2 separate regions of the Gasterosteus aculeatus genome follow, and region 1 is linked to region 2. A link is a contact called in public Hi-C data. All regions are on one chromosome and are shown on one strand. Each heading gives the region's core, a stretch centred on a gene start, on an enhancer-like site or on the middle of the called end of the contact. The rest is flanking DNA. Distances are from core to core; before and after follow the strand shown.

Region 1 (2,700 bases), core at 2-2,501, 110 kb after region 2:
CCCCCCACGGTGCTGGACTACCACAGTGCATGAAACACCCCCCAACTCACCCATTGTGCTGCTCCCAGAGCCACTAAACCACAGTTAGGTGAGGCCCCCCCCCCCCATCTCAAAGGACCTCATTCAACCTCAGGCTGCGAGGTGACGGACGGCGTTCACACGTACGCGTCCAAGAGATGCTCATGAGTTATTGTTGTTCTTTTTCTCTCTGCTCTTCTAAAGCTGTGGTTAATATGTAATTATGTACTTTATCGCATACAAATATGGAGTCAGTGTTCAGTGAGGAAAAGCAATGTGAATAGAAGAAAAGAAATAAGGGAAACATGGGAACGTCGAGAAAAACCCAACAAACTCTGCTTTGTAATGCAATGTGTTAGAAATGGGCTTAAGAAGCCGTCTGTACACCTGCCTTATCGCCAACATTCACTTGACTGAGTTTCAACAGAGCATTCATTGTTAAATTATTGACAAATGGCCATTTGCTGCGTATATGAATTATTGCTTGTACATAGAATTTTAAAACACTATGAATGATGGCATCGAAGTCTTTTCTTTCCCACGCAAGCAGTTCTGTTCTTGTGTGCGACCAGTAACCTTAATTTACTGTGTAAAGATGGTTACATATTTGAGCTTATGTTTGTCAGAGACCCAAATATAGAAGGCTTGTTTACTGACTGTATAACCTTTACCGTGAATTTACAATTAAGTGTATTACACGCACCCATTTCTTGCTATAACGATGTCTTGTAAAATGATTTCAAAGTTATTGCTCGGGTTTTAAAAAAAGTGACAAAAAAGGACAAAAAAAAAAAGTTTTAGGGACAACACAATAATCCATTCTTTGTTTAATGCAGTTTTGTTATTTTTCAGACTTCTAGCTGATGTGTCATTGTTTCCCCTCGTGAAAGGGTCACATTATGTTGCTGGTGTGGAAATGTATGCAGCATTTCCAGCAGATCCTTGTCTGGCTTATAATGTTAAAATACTACATGTTTCTGGCATGTGCACGACTTTGCGCTTATAGGCTAACCTGATCTTTTGTTTCTCCCCCCTCTGCTTCAAATAGAAACGTCTATTTATGAATTTTGCTTGTAGTTTTTCACAAATAAAATTGTTAAAGTTATCTGATTTCCTGGCTGCTGTGTGTCCTTTAATAAAGAGAGAAAGAAGCGACTCAGGACGCATGTGAGTTCACATCTTTGGCTGTTTCTACGTCATCACATGACAGGAAGTGTTGTGGCTTTGAGGCGGCAGGCTTTTGATTGATGTGTCTTGGAGAGTGTGTGACTGTAGTGGAGGAAGCCCCCCTCCTCGCCCCCCCCTCGTCCCCCCCGGAGGGCAGAGACACATGAGACACGAGGGAGACAACGGCTTTTCCCGACGGTCTCAAACGCACCGTTCCTCCGTTTGTTTTTCAAAGCTAAAATAGTTTAACAAAAAGTTCTTTACATTCTACAAAAGCTTTATAGCTGAGATTATTCATTTTATTCCTTTTCTTTGTATCAAGCAGTGTGTCAAATTAAGGGTTTTGATGAATCATAGATAATAGGTTCTTTTAATAAGTGTTGAATCATGATAGACAAATATTTACGGGTCTGAATTCTTTCTACTTCCAGGAAGAGCGACGGTTTGAAAGCAGTTAGAAGGACTTAAAGGGAAAGAACTTCTTCACTCATTCCTCCACATCGTCTGCTCATCCCGGACTTCACCCTCATCCCTTCACCCCTCACCCTCATCCCTTCACCCCTCACCCTTCACCCCTCACCCTCATCCCTTCACCCCTCATCCCTTCATCCCTTCACCCCTCACCCTCATCCCTTCACCCCTCACCCTCATCCCTTCACCCCTCACCCTCATCCCTTCATCCCTTCATCCCTTCACCCCTCACCTTCACCCCTCACCCTCATCCCTTCACCCTCATCCCTTCACCCCTCACCCTCATCCCTTCACACCTCACCCTTCATCCCTTCACCCCTCACCCTTCATCCCTTCACCCTCATCCCTTCATCCCTCATCCCTTCACCCCTCACCCTCATCCCTTCACCCCTCACCCTCATCCCTTCACCCCTCACCCTTCATCCCTTCACCCTCATCCCTTCACCCCTCACCCTCATCCCTTCACCCCTCACCCTCATCCCTTCACCCTTCATCCCTCACCCTTCACCCCTCACCCTTCATCCCTCATCCCTTCACCCCTCACCCTTCATCCCCTCACCCTTCATCCCTCACCCTTCATCCCTTCACCCCTCACCCTTTATCCCTTCATCCCCTCACCCTTCATCCCTCATCCCTTCACCCCTCACCCTTCATCCCTTCACCCTTCATCCCCTCACCCTTCATCCCTCATCCCTTTACCCCTCACCCTTCATCCCTTCATCTTTCATCCCCTCACCCTTCATCCCTCATCCCTTTACCCCTCACCCTTCATCCCTTCATCCCTTCATCTTTCATCCCCTCACCCTTCATCCCTCACCCTTCATCCCTCATCCCTTCACCCCTCACCCTTTATCCCTTCATCCCTTCACCCTTCATCCCCTCACCCTTCATCCCTCATCCCTTCACCCCTCACCCTTCATCCCTTCATCTTTCATCCCTTTATCCCTTCACCCTTTATCCCTCATCCCTTTATCCCTCACCCTTCATCCCTTCATCTTTCATCCCTTTATCCCTTCACCCTTTATCCCTCATCCCTTTATCCCT
Region 2 (2,700 bases), core at 133-2,632:
TCCCGACGGTGCCGTCCGTCAACCACCAGAGGAGCAGAAGCTGAAATTGTTCCTCTAACCGCATCTTTCCACTGAGAATAAGGTTCCAAGCTCAAGAGCCCGCAACTTGAGCTGCAAGGAAGCCCAGTTAATATCCTACGTTCTGAACTCTGATCCACCACATTTGAAACCCGGGGCCATTCCTCGTGACCAAACCCCGTCCTCGCGCTGCCAGTGATGACTGACATCATCACTGTTTTGCACATTAGGTTTGCGTTTCCTGAGGAGAAACAGCTGCGTCACCCCCTGAAACCACGTTGAGGGTGTATTTCGGTGCCTCGGTTAAATAGGGCATTTGAACTGGTTCCCTAGAGGGCCGGCCGACCCTCCGACCGTTGGGAGCGAACAACGGAGCACGTCGTGCCGTCTCAACATTCGACCTCATTTCCCTTCCAGGCCTTCATCCACTCTGGCCAGACCGCACATCCTTAACCGTCGATAGTTCTGCTGGCTTGCACTTGCTCTCCGTTACACACAACCGCGCAGTCACGACCTCAGATAGGGATCGCATTCCGGCCTGCCTGGCTGCTAACCGCCCTCAATTGCATTTTGGGTTTACGACCGAGCAGGGCTTGAGGTACCCCTCAGTATTTATAAACCGTTACGATCGCATTTGCTCCATTAAATGCTCTGAAATTAGTAGTTTTGTGGGTGGTCAGCAGCAGCACGTCTGTCAAAGTCGACCAAACCTGCACTGATTGGGGCTGTTTATGCAGTTTGGTGTTGGCGGTATGAAGATGCACGGTGGAAGACGGGTCGGGCCGGAGGTTAAAAGGCAGGTCGGGCCGCGGGTAAAGTCTCCTTCTAGGACCAGTGTTCAGAAGGGGTTTGGGTAAGAAGGTCTGAAGTTTAGAGCTTTGCACCGTCCCATTGGAGTTTACTACAGTTGGATTGGGAGGGGGGAGTAATGCAGCGTTATCAGGCCCGGCTGGTGATGGAGGGGGGGGGGGGGGGCGCCATGCGATGCAGTGGGAGGTGATAATGAGCCTCGTCTTAGCCCCCCACATTCCCAGACGCTTCCATGCTTCCAGTGCCATCTGCCGCTCTGATTGTGCTCTGCCTACATTACCATTGACGGACTGGCTGCCCCCCCCCCCCCGGGTTGTCTCTGTGCGTAAGCATGTGTTCTTCATCAACTTCTCTCTCTCGTGTTTTCTTTCTCCCTCTGTCTTTCTCTTTCCAAATCCGCTCAATCAGTGAAGAGAGAGCGGGGCGGGTGGGAGGGGGGGGGTTGGCGTTCGCTGATCAGCTGATGACTTTCACGAAAGGGTCAGAGGAACGGGAATTACACCTCGGCAGGCGAGGAGCGGCTCATCGGGGTGAATGACGGCAGCGTCTTGGCACGGTGGAGTGACAGCAAGTCGTAACTGGCTGCCATCGTGCTGACGGATCTGGCTCAAATGCCACTTTACCCTCCGGAACTGCCAAATCGCTGGTTAAAGCCCTTTGGAAACGAACGCGGGGTCACTCACGTTTATCTAGGAGACGATCACGTGAAAATGGGCCGGGCTGTTGCAAGAGATCCTGGGTTGAAGAAGAGTTCCAGCAGTGTGTAGCCCACCTCTTAATTTATCCCCGCTGGACTCCAGCACAGCCGGATACAAATCCTCTGCTTGTACGTTGCGTAAACCCCCCGAGCGGCTCACACACAAGGGCGCATTCCTCCAACTCGGGGACGGGATTGGTCAGATCATTCACTATTTAAATCCCAGCATGCAGCTACGAAACCGAGCTTCGGATCAGGTGGCCGTTGCCCAGATGGAAAAAGGTGTTGTCTTTACGAGGACCACGTTGAAGGAGGTCATACATTAGAGAGGTCCTTTCCTTTCCTCATAGCCCGTTGTTATTTTTGGCTAACGTCAATGTCTTGAGCATTATAATTAAAAGTAATCATATGATGTTGTTCAATTACAATTTAGCAATAAGTTCTATTTTTTATCTTGGAGTTGCACCAGTGATTCAGTATTGTTCAGGCACTCGCAGTACAAATATTAATTAATATTAATTAAATTTCTTTCAAGTGGTGTTTTGGATACTAAAGCGACACTGCAAAAGTTGTGATTTACATAACTAACATGGTTTTGTTCATGTTGACTCGCCTTGTAGTCCGTAGAAAGTCCAAAGAAAGAATGATCCAAATTGAGCCACCGGATCCCAGATTTCTTGAAGTCCCAAGAATACTGCATCCTTCATTTCCCATGATGCAACTGGATAACCTCTTTGCTCAGGCCCAATACGCCTGATTACTTCCAGCTGCACAGAGTTTGAATGGCAGGCCTGCTGAAATATTCGATCCCCAAACCAGGAAACGTTTGCAGCGATCGTCTGGATTCATTATTTACTTTGAACATCCAAAGAGAGAGTAGTACTCCCCACGACGAGTACACTGTATACAACCGGTAAACGGAATAACAAAGGTTAAACATTAGGTTTATGATTTAAAATGGCATCAATTGGTGTTGGATACCAGTGGCAGACTCCACCATTAAAAACAACCAGTATAAAGAGAAGCAGTTGCTAAATGCAAATATTCTCAGATATTTATTCTTAAAGAATGTTGTTCCTGGCTGCAAACATGTAATTTCATGTGAAAATCTTCAGTAGTAGTGACGAATGGAATATTGTAAAATTGTGCTCAATGAAGGTCCAGCAGTAGTAGAG

What was found. A called contact is a pair of places that touch in the nucleus more often than the background predicts.
Region 1: a contact with region 2 is called in a Hi-C map of skeletal muscle, with 2.4 times the contacts expected there. The contact joins two enhancer-like sites. A contact is called at or near these places in 3 of 6 Hi-C or Micro-C datasets (skeletal muscle and whole body).

Annotation. Positions count from the first base shown.
Region 1 is chr17:20,918,975-20,921,674 of fGasAcu3.hap1.1, forward strand. No RefSeq gene overlaps it. Among protein-coding and RNA genes, the nearest start is that of rybpb, 16 kb to the left of the region's middle. Within about 2 kb of position 1,252, at least 1 of the 9 cell types and tissues checked has open chromatin away from gene starts, as enhancers often do.
Region 2 is chr17:20,813,174-20,815,873 of fGasAcu3.hap1.1, forward strand. The region is part of intron 2 of pdzrn3b (PDZ domain containing RING finger 3b); the gene reads left to right. Among protein-coding and RNA genes, the nearest start is that of pdzrn3b, 37 kb to the left of the region's middle. Within about 2 kb of position 1,383, at least 2 of the 9 cell types and tissues checked have open chromatin away from gene starts, as enhancers often do.